Linked DNA regions of Zea mays: region 1 is linked to region 2. Evidence: chromatin contacts called from public Hi-C data. All regions are on one chromosome and are shown on one strand. The core of a region is the stretch at or near the end of the contact, and the rest is flanking DNA. Distances in the headings are between cores, read along the strand shown.

The links. Hi-C and Micro-C count contacts between places; a contact is called where the count stands out from the background.
Region 1: a contact with region 2 is called in a Hi-C map of bundle sheath, with 2.2 times the contacts expected there. The contact joins two enhancer-like sites. A contact is called at or near these places in 2 of 25 Hi-C or Micro-C datasets (bundle sheath and leaf).

Annotation. Positions count from the first base shown.
Region 1 is chr9:124,369,783-124,375,841 of Zm-B73-REFERENCE-NAM-5.0, reverse strand. No RefSeq gene overlaps it. Among protein-coding and RNA genes, the nearest start is that of LOC118473386, 15 kb to the right of the region's middle. Within about 2 kb of position 2,716, at least 5 of the 20 cell types and tissues checked have an H3K27ac peak or open chromatin away from gene starts, as enhancers often do. A contact at or near this core is called in bundle sheath, where this site is marked.
Region 2 is chr9:124,209,591-124,215,287 of Zm-B73-REFERENCE-NAM-5.0, reverse strand. No RefSeq gene overlaps it. Among protein-coding and RNA genes, the nearest start is that of LOC103638982, 37 kb to the right of the region's middle. Within about 2 kb of position 2,172, at least 15 of the 20 cell types and tissues checked have an H3K27ac peak or open chromatin away from gene starts, as enhancers often do. A contact at or near this core is called in bundle sheath, where this site is marked.

The DNA.
Region 1 (6,059 bases), core at 1,467-3,966, 160 kb before region 2:
GTCTTCTATTTAGAACATACATCCAGCAACATAATTACATAACCAAGGTTTAAGATAAACTAGTAGCCTTCAATCTGGAGACTAGACTGTCATCATCCATATCATCCGTATGACAACAAAGTGTGGTATTCCGCACCAAGAGCCATGACCCATCCTTAGACTAACTCCAGCAGACTCCCTCTCCCTATCCATATTTAGCACGGTTAACAATATACAATGAGATCGTGCATCTGTTCCCATTTCTAGTAGACTTCGTATCCCTGTTTTTCTTTGCACGGAGGAGAGACACCAGAGGAATGGGTAGTCTGAATGTGCGGCACACATTTTACACGGCCTTATACCGAGTCTGCTGACAGTAACTTAGGTAGTGCTTGGTTCGGTATCAACTAGGGATGGGTCGGGATCAACCCTAGGCTGACCTCGTCCCTTATTTTTAAGGAATGACTTCGTCCACCATTTTTAAAGAATAATTCTTGACCCTGACTCTGAACCTCCAAACCAAACACGGATCAAGTTAGAATGATCTCATCCCATCCCTCTTTATCTTTCCTTTTCTCTTCATCCAAACACTACCTTACATCGTGTAAAATGGAAATATATGGCCACGTAAGGATGCTGCTGGAGTTGGTATGTGAATAAAGGGTGAGTAATATTATGTATATCATGTGGGTGTGATTGCGTGAACATAGGGTGAGCAAAACGAGGTTAAATATTCGGAACATACGAACGCATGGCTGCCACGACAGTCATTTTGTCCTCCCCACGTGTCACAAGTCGGACGAGCCTTTTTTTTTTCCTTTCCTATCGACGTGGTACAATTACATCAACTAGATATATGCGCAATGACACCGACTCATTGGCGACATGTTTCACGTGGAATGGGCATGTTTATACGAGGGGTTTGCTAGCTTGGCAGAGCTCCCATAACGGCTTTGAGGGCTGGCCGAATCTATGAAAGTTTATGCTAACCGAGGCCTCGATTGATTAGAAGGACTAATCTTTAATTCTTGATTTTTAGTCTTATTTAGTCTCTATTTTATTAAATGGAAAGACTAAAGTAGGGACTGATTGACTTTATTCTCTAGTCCCTCATATGAGTGCTAAAAAGGACTAAAAGGTAACATTTACTCTAATTGCTCTTGCCTAGAAAACAGGTGTAAAACAAGAAAAGGAGTATTTGGATATTTATGTGTTGCATTTAGGTTCCGTTTGGTTACTTTAGTCCAGAGACTAAAGTTTAGTCCTTACCCTGTTTGGTTTTAGGGACTAAAATTATTCAAAACACATTAATAAGTGAATCATAAGAGGACTAAAATACACCTTAGCATTCTCCCGCAATTAGTACAACTGAAATAAAGGAGGGGTAAAAAGTGGAATTTATATGGTTTAGTCCATTTTAATCACCCCTTGAGGGAATAGAAGACTAAAACAGTTTAGTCGATATTTTAGTCCCACCGTTTGGTAATTTAGGGACTAAATGAGACTAAAATGGAGGGACTAATCTTTAATCCCTCAAACTAAACAGGGCCTTAATGTATTTAGAATTTGTTTAGTCCCTACAACCAAACAGAGTAGGGACTAAACTTTAGTCATAGGACTAATGGAACCAAACAGTACCTTAGTTTTGTTGGTTCTATGTTGATTATGAGAAGTTCTCTAAGGGCTAGTTTGGATACTCTAGTGTTGACCTCAATTCACATGTATTGAGATGGATTAGAGTGTAACTTAAACTAATTTACAACCCAATCCACATCAATACATATAGATTTAGGTAAATACTAGAGTACCTAAACAAAAGACTAAGGTCTTGTTCGGTTTGAGGTGGATTGATTAGTATTGAAGGGAATTAAATCTCTTTTTATACAAATTTGTATAGGAGGAGATTCAATCCCTCAAATCCTCCCCTAACCGAACAAGTCCTAAAAAATGAACTACACTCCCCCCGCAAAAGAGTGCAGTGCTACCATTCGTGATGCAAAAATAAATATCATTAAATCAGTTATAGAATATATTTTATAATGAACTTATTTAGAGACATAAATACCAATGCTATTAAATATAAAATTGGTCAAACTTAAAGTAGTTTGATAACTACGGATTCTACAGCTGAAAGCTTTTGTGGACGGAAGGCCAGGAGCTAAGAAAATAACTTCTCTTAGAGCATAGAACTTGCATCAGTGAATTCATGTTAAAAACATCTATAAGGTGATATTGAATTTTAAGCATCGAGTTTGTACTATAAAAAATTTAATAATAAAAAATATAATATATATACTTTTTTCTCCGATCTAAATATGACTGCCATTTTTGAATAGAGAGAGAGTTACGGGCAAAAATCTAATATGTCAGTCTTTTTGTTCTAGACTATACTGTAGGTTTGAATCTGGGTATGCCACTGTTTATACCAAAGGTTAAAATTTATGGATGGAATTTTGTACCTTCGTTGCATCTTGTGTTACGAACAAAGATTCAAACCACAGACAATCGTATCCTGACTTAATTTTGCTGTGTACATCTGTTCATGATGCTGATCTCCAGCCTCGTGGTTTTAATGGTGCTGACAGAACTGAAGCTTCAGGATTCTTCACGTGGATATATGCATGGCGGTAGTGGTAAAGAGGGGGGGGGGGGGGGGGGGGGGGGGGGGGCGGAACGGCGGAGGGGCGGCTTCACAGTTCACACACGCAGCCACAGCCGACTCGCGCTGAGGTGGAGGCCTCGATCGACAACACATATGGATAGCGACGTCTCTGAATCAGAGCAGCGACCACGTACCTTTCTGTGATTCTTGTCTGCAAAAGCGACGCGGGAAGAAGCTCGCTCGCCGATCGAGATGTAGTGACAGGTCCAGGTCCATCCATGGTAGACATCTTTCTTCGCCACTCCTCGTAGTAGGTAGTAGCACCAATGGTGAACGGGACAAACGAATTCGAATTCGAAGGATTATATTTAAGAGCAACCGGCGGCTGCTGAATGGATTGGTTGGGACGTTCGCTGTTGGGCAGTACCATGGTGGAAACATCGGATGCATGGACCGACGTGTTTGGCCAAAACGTACGTGGGGCACCGCATACCCCGTGCATATCGCATTGAAAAGGCTAGCGTGCTTTAGAAGACGAGACGAGACGAGATGGACACACGCCGTACGCCTTCTGCTGCTCAGACGACGGCATGAGGTAGGCGAATGAGCACTGTGTATGTGCACATGTACAGCCCCACATGCGTATTCGCCGGGCGGCTCAGATCAGATGGGTAGTATCTATATCACATGCAGAGACTACTATGAACTGTACCAGTTCCCTGCGCGTGCTGCTAATTTCTGAGGCTATATGTATAAGCCAAAAACAAACACGAAACTAAACTTTCAAAGCCCATATTTCCCATGGTCCTATCACCACTTCATATGGCATATAATTAATACTCAGTCACACGCTCTCACAGCTATGAACTTACTCTTTATCATGCTCTGTCTTTTGTTCTTTAAGCTTTATGACTGGTAGATCGTGCATATATATAACTATATAAAATACTAGGTTTATAGAGTAAAGTTTGAAATAAATGATGAGTAAAGATAGTCTTACAATGTATTCAGTCACAGCCTCACAGGCTTACAGCTATGAGCCTACTCTATATGTCTCGTCTAATTAATGGTTTCAGGCTTCAGCTTCACAGAGCCAGTGCCCAGTGGCCACTCTTCTTAGGTCCGCCTTCTCTGCTTGTTGACCGGGCTTATATGAGCTGAGGCCATGTGTCGATCTGTACGTGGTGTATAGAGGTAGTAACGGATCACGATCTAAATGTCACTTCACAATTTGTTATATTCTTAAATTAATTTTAATTTAAAAATTAATAAAAAAGTACAGCTCGATCCTAATTTAATTCGATACTTAAATTTTATGGCATAATGTTGCTGGTTTAGATATTAGTATAAATTGCAGCAGCAGCAGCAGCAGTAAGTAGTAGTAAGCAGTAGTAGATTAAGATACTATTAGTATAGCGTAGTGTAAGTAATAGAGTAGTGTAATGTAATGTAATGACCAAGGGGTGAAGGAGGCCAACTCATAATGAGTCGGCCTCAAGTTTGTAACAATCTCCCTCTATGAATAAAATGCAGTTCTTTGCTGCTCCATTGTTGCATGCTTTTGTTTGCGCAATTGACGGCACACTGGCATTTGATGCTTGTGATTTCCGCTTTTTCGAGTTATGATCTGGCACTTTTGTGCCCGACTTATCGAGCACTTATATTTATGCTGACGTATACCCTTGAGTTCCGAACCCTAATTCTTGCTTTTTTTCTCTGCCACTTCTCTGTTTTCTGAGTTCTTGAGCTCGCCCGCTTCGCTTGAGAGATTGCGATGGCTCCCAAGAGGAAGAGACAGAGTACCGTTGTTCCAATTATCCGGCCAAACGATCCTAATAGTCAACTTCCGTTTGCTGGCAACCATATGTCCGTCGTCTCCGAGTCTGACCTCTTGCACCTCGTCGAAACTGGTGTTCTGCCGCCGAAGGAGCTGTGTTCCTAACGAATCTGACACAGGTTACCATTCCGACAGAGGACATCCATGAAGCTGTCGTCTTCGTGCCTTTTCTCACTCCGAGGTCTGGCTCTGCCAGCTTCTCCCTTTTTCCGCGGCCTGCTCGATTTTTACGATCTGAATCTTACACACTTAAACCCCAGTTCTATTATTCAAATTGCCATTTTTGTGCACCTCTGCGAAGCTTTCCTTAGAATTCTTCCTCATTTCGGGCTTTGGAAATACCTCTACCACTGTCGGCCTGGGATGACCAGAGGATAACATCAACTTGTTGATGGTGCAGCCTGGAGCTTCGCGGGGCAGGAAAACAGAGTATCTTGATATCCCCTGAAGGACAACATTAAAGGATGGCACATTGAGTGGTTTACCATGGAGAACCACAACAAGTCCCTCCCTCCTCGACCGGGGAGGCAGCCCGACGTTCGCACGCTCAACTGGATAGAGTCCCCCAGGTTCAAAGCTAGCCGAGTCTGAATATATTTTAGACTTTGTGCCAAAGCATATTTCAATTAACTTTGTGCCAAGAACTCAATCAAAAATCAAGCCTAGCTCTTTAATTTTGATAAAACTTGAAGAAAAATATGTCAACAACACTTGCAATTTCAAAGGAATTTATCAGATTCTACATGAAATACACATGTCCTCAAAATGTTTGTATTTAGTATTGTTGATCAATGTTAATAGTTAGACTCGATCAAAAGTTAGAGAAGAAGTTTGATTTATGACGACAATGATAAAATGAACCATGAATTTCGGTGTGATCACCACACCGTCAGCAGCACGACATGACGTTATATTGTATCACATGACACAGTTAAACAAGTCAGCGTATGTTTTAAGAACTTCGAGCATGTTTGGTACCTAGAAAAGCTCTGTTTTGTTTTTTTAAAGAAATTCGCTCTTGCTGCTATATGATCTAGCTGCAGCCCCCGCTAGCTTCACTCAGCGTGTCAAACACTCCTACTGTCCTACATGGTCGTCTAGCTCTTCTTGATCAAGACCATGCGTGCCGTCATTTTTTTGACAGTAAAAAAGGCTATAGGGAAATTCTACAACAGAAAAAAAATGTATTAATAATTTTAAAAAAGGAGAAGCAAAACTGTACAAAGGACTGAATAGCACAAACAGAAAAAAAAGATAGGAGTAAGAATAAGCGAGATTAGAGAGAAGAAAGCCGAAGGAAAGTTTAAGGTCTAGGTTAAATCTGAGCATATCAACGTGTCATTCACCACTGAAATCCGACTATTTACCGAGTGTCAAATGATTCACCGAGTGTCAAATAAAAAACACTCGGCAAAGAGTTCCTTTATCGAATATGTTTTATTTTTTTGACCATTGACAAATAGTTTCTTAATTGCCGAGTGTTTTTTTGACAATCGGCAAAAAAACTTCTTTGTCAAGTGTTTTTTTTCAACACTAGGAAAGACAATTTAAAAATCGCATTTTAAAGCAGTAAATTAATTCAAATGAAAAGATTTTCAACTACAAATTTGTATAACTCATCAAGTTGTACAATTTATATTT
Region 2 (5,697 bases), core at 923-3,422:
TTAGCTCAGATGGAGTGTTTGGATCTCTCGAAATTACATGGATGTGTTGCACTAGTGTATGGAAATGTTCCTCAGCTATAGTGGTGATTGGTATCTCAAATAGACTGGTTGGGGTATTTATAGCCCCCAAACCCCAAATAGTCGTTGTAAAAAATCTGCAAAACTACTCTTTCCTCGGGGGCAACGGACCTCCAATGGTAATCTCAATCAACGACGTTTGCTCTGGACTTGCCTTCGATGGTCTCATCAGACCGTTCCGATGCACCACCGAACTCTGCCACATGTTCTGTCACGTCAGCTAGCCGTTGAAGCCGAGTGTTAAAGGTTGAAACTTTCCATTGGACTGGACTAGTCTTGTGCACACCGGACTGGTCCAGCGTGCCAAGGTGCTTTGGGCTTCAACTGCAGACCTCTCTAGTAAACTGGTCTCGTGTGCCACCGGTGCACCATCGGTGTGCTATACCACAATTATGCTCCTACAATGCTCTCCAGTAAAGTGGTTTGACGCATCACCGGACTGGTTTGGTGCGCCAGGCCACTGAAGTCCTTTTGCAGACGCTCTATAAGAAGGGTCAGGTGCGCCCCAAAACAGCTAGAACTTGACACCTTTTTGCATATCTTCTTCCAATCAATTTGGCTAACTTTAACAACCTTCCTATAACTTAGATAAACTTATCTAGAGTATGTATAATCGGTCTAAGTCATAGATTCTCATCTTTTTGCTTATCTCCAACTCAGAATCATGTTCTAGGCTCAAACTCAGCTCCAAATGCACCTTTTCTAAATATCTAATTCCAAAGCCTCTATGTTGCTCAAAATTGTTCCTAGGGACAGTGAGAACCTATCCAAACTTGTGTAACTAGACATAGCTCACCTCATCCAAGATTTGCCTTATTTTGCCTCTGTTTGACCTATAAGTTGAGCTAGATTTCCACAATCTTGCACTTATGAACATGCAAGTGCACATTTATCAAACTAGTTAGATCTCGAGGTTGTGTTGGACATTAATCACCAAAATCAATATAGAAATGACATATAACACATTTCCCTCTCACATGGCATGGAATAGATTTGATGAGAGATGATAAATGTTTCATGTGTGGATGAAACTCATATGTACTATTTTCAACATATGGAATCTTAGAACTAGGAGTCTAGGACATGAAACCCTGCATTGAGATCGGTATAAATAATATGCATGGGGTTGGGAAATAGAACGACTGAGATTGGTACAAGTAATACGCATGGGGTTGGAAAATGGAATAAACATTAATAAGCATATATTAATAACGACGAATGGGGCTATCTCGAGCAGATCGTGCATATGGTCATGCAAAACATTGTTTTGCTCTATAGAGTGCACTGTGGATAGAGTGAATTTTTAAATAAAGGGTGTGATGGGAGATGAGATGGTAGGGTGGTGGAGACGGCATGAAGACCTAACGCTAGATAATAAGGGCTTATTTTGATTACCTATAGAGTTTTGATGGGCTAGTGTTTAGCCGGCTAATGTTTATTTCCTTCATTCTTGTTTTATGTGTCGTATTAATTAGCTTTGTTCTAAGTTAAATAGTTGTGTATTTGAACATTAATTTTTTTTATAATTTGTTTTATCATTTAAGATAGTTTGTGCTTGACTTAAATTTTTATATTTTTAAATAAATATTTTAAATAAAACAAGTGGTTAAAAGTTTTCGAAAAAAGTTAACGATGTCATATATTTGTAAACGTAGGTAGTATGTGAGAAAATAAAGTGATAAAGATCTTTTTTATAGAAGCAAATAATAAGATTCTAGTGGTGGTTTTATCTGTGTCAACCGTCAAGCTCGCGCTCTGTCGATCGCTTCAGTTTTAGGTTAGATTTAGTGGAGGTAGACTTTATGTACAGCGGTGAATGTCTATATACTCCCATCACGTGTGTGAAGGTCAGCGTAAAAAGAATAATACAGATATTTTCGGTAATCGGTACGACGATATAGGTCGTATGTTCCATTTTATGCTCCATATATGAACCGCGCGTCTTAAACGTACTCCATATACTCCCATCACGTGTAGTGTAGCTAGCTAGATCTGCTGTGCGGACAGGATTCCAAAAAGACAAAGGTGCGTGCGTGGCTGAACGCTTCCGCACTTGGCACGTCGCTATCCAAATGTGTTGTCGAGGCCGCGGTGCAAGGTCGGCCGCATATACCAAAAAACCGGAAGAGGAGGGGCACGGAGCACGGGAGCAGCTCAGAAGCGCATGCATGCATGCATGCGTTTCTGTCTCTGTTCCCTTCCCGTACAAGTCTATATATACACTCCTATGTAAAATATGCACACATGCATGTGAGAATATCTTACTGTGGTTAATCAGGATGTGCAATCGAGAAGATACTGAGCTTCTAATAATTAAGTTGATCGCTTCCAGGGGCGGAGCCAAGTGGGGCCGGCAGGGCCATGGCCCCTCCCAAGGCTGCGACACAAAGACAAGAAAATATATAAATATAGTCTAAATATATATACACTAAAATTTATGCGGCACAATTAATCAAAGTTTAATATAGTGGTTGGTAATACATGATCCATAACTCTATTGTAGTATGCCAACCAAAGTCTAAAACAGACAAAGAATATAAGATAAAATATTCGTTGAATGACCAATCGATACATGAAACGTCAAACCTAATTCGCTTGCAGACGCTGATATCTGAACCTCACCCCTTTATGATTCATCCTATTGTCTGTCTAGTCAGTTGCCGATTGTCGCTGGCCACTTGACTTGCCTCTGCCATAGCCCCACAACCAATGTCCAAAGAATATGATCACGCGACCAGCATAATGAGTGCTAGTAACTTATATACATACTATATTAGATCTTGTGGATAATAAAATCTATAAATTTCAACTAAAATTATCACCTGATAGTTGGTGTGTACACGACAAATTTGACATGTACCTGCGTAGGTTGACGAATTTTTATGCATCCTCGAGGCTAGCTGGAAATTTTTAATTTCTCTCAAAAATTTGTTAGCTGCCTCATGAATACTATAGTCATTATATAAAAGTTGAATCTCATCGATCAGATATTCATTATTATGTCGTCTTTATTGTTCTTGTGTCACAACTTTAGTTCAATATATAAATTAGCTAGAAAATGGACTCATACACTAAGATAATTTATAAAGATCTAGAATTCTTATTCCATGTCGAGTGCTTAAACTTGATAACAGTATACAATATTTTTTATCATATAGTATTGATGAATTAGTCGGCCCCCCTTATATCGCAATCCTGGCTCCGCCCCTGATCGCTTCATTCTTCATGTGTTGTTATTATCAGCGTATATGCTTCTACCATTCTTTTTAATTTATCATGTTTTAGTTTATAACATGCGACAAATATTCGAGAAAGAAGATATTATATCAGTGGGAGCAAGAAGGGAAGGAAGATCATGTAGTGGATTGAGATGGATGCTCTAAGCAAGCACATAGATGATAGATAGATAGAGAGATGTGTCGCCACTCGCCATCAGCAACGTGTGTCGATTGACTATTATTTGATCCTCTTGTCTTGTCCGTCGCATATACACACCGGATCCGATCCGTTCATCATAAAGCCGACCGTGAAATAAATAAAATAAAACAAAATAAAGCGAGAGGGCGCGAGCAGCATATATCTGCCTGACGCGTACGTAATTTCCACGTGCGAAATTTCGTGGACCGCCGGCTACCGACAAACAACATGCATGTGTAGTATTCCCTCCTTTCATAAATACATAAATATTTGACATTGTTGACTTTTAAAAAAAACTTTAATCAATTATCTTATTTAAAAGTGTTGACTGTGTCGGGCCAACCGTGAAGCCGTCTAACCAGTACAACATCAAGTGTTTTTAATATTGAATATAAATTGTACATATTTATATAATTTTTTCTGTAAAACAAAAAAATATAATCGTGTCGAGCTGTCAGCACTACGGGCCGATGCTATAGCCCAAGCACGACACGACGCTCGTGTCGGGCTGGCCCAGGCACTATTAAATGGGTCGTGCCTCAGGTCGGCCCGTCATACACGGCCCATTTGATCATCTATACCACCGCACGATAATGATGGTCCTCGCCTCAGTTGTCGCCACCTCGTCTCTCCCTTCATGCCTCCGTCTCTGCGCCACCCCATTCTCAGAAGAGGGCGTGGGAGCAGGCGCCTCCTCCCCGTATTCGTTCAACACCAGCCTCGACATCTACCCGCGCAGTGGCTATTGCACGTCCACGAGGACGTTTCATAGTATGCGCGCACCATCGTTTTCGCCGTTGTTGGGCGTCCCGTTCGTCTTCCTGGCCTTCGCCATGTTCTTCCTCGCCAACCTACTGCCCCCGCCCACGGTCGCAGCCGCGAGCCGACAGATGCTCTTCGACGCGGGTACGGGGCAAGTCGGTCTTGCTCCTGGCCTTTCTTCGTGCATGCCGCCGAGGAGGACACGGTGGCGACAGCCACGCTTAGGTTATCTTGGCAATGAGGAGTTCAGGTCTGAGATATTGGACAACTAAGGTCCGTAGCGTGGCAGTAGTCGGCATATGCTACGGAGTTGGTGGTGGTGTTGTGTCGCCTCGGCAGGTCCAGGGCTGGGAAGGCACTCGCATTCTCTCGCTCTTCTCGGATCGACGCCTGGTGCGAGTGCCTCTCAGTTTGGTGCTGCTCCAGCTGAGCTTCTTTCTCTGCTTGCATGCTCTCTCCCTATATGTATCTAGCGGTATACTATCTATGTCGACTCTAGATATTCATGTCTTCGTCGTGTTCTTCTCTGGCAACGAACAGGTATGCCCGTCTCTTCCCTTTCCTTCCTGCTCTACGAAACCTTGGAAGTGGGGATGCGAGGGATGGGGGTCACTGATTTGCTGCCTATGGTACCCGTTCAATGGCTCGGCATCGCCTGTCTACATGGTCTTTTCCTTACCACGGTGTCGACTCAGTATGCTTCTATCGCTTCTATGTACCTGTCACTCGTCCTTCTGTCATTGCAAAAATTATTGTGTTGTTCCTCTGTTATTTTGGGTGTTAGTTTTTTGTTGTGCTAAGGACTGAACATACTTTGGATATGTTAATACTTTATTTATTATCTGCACGTGGTTTGTGTTCTTCTGATGATGGCTCATAGATCCTGCAAAATATGTGTTAGGATTTGGAGATCCATGCGGGCACTACCATACGGTGCTCGTCTCTTGTGTTCTTGGCTCTTGCAAGCATTAGGTCATTTCTGAGACCACATTGGCGCAATGGACTCCATGGTATTTGAGATTGCTGAATTGGATGGAGCAACGATGATTTGTCATACTAACAGTAAAAGGAAAGGTTATTTGTTGGTTTTAAACGTTAGTAATTGCTATAAAATATAATAATTTGTATGGAACGCATCTAGTTTAGCAACCACTCCATATTTTGATCTATCTTTTTTATAAGTTTGAGTTCATGAAATTTATTTTAGAAACTTGAACTCACAAACTTTCTCTTATTTGGTCTGATCTATATGGTGGAATTATGTTATTCTATAAGCTTTGTTTGTTCAGTCAGTCGTTGTGAACTCGCTTGTAATCGCTCTCTTCAGTGGCCGTGTTGTATCAAGACATATTGGATGGAGTAAACAATAACATCAGTCAGTCAAATCAAAAAAAATATTATGCGGAGAACGGAGACAATCAATAAAAAATATTGAGATTC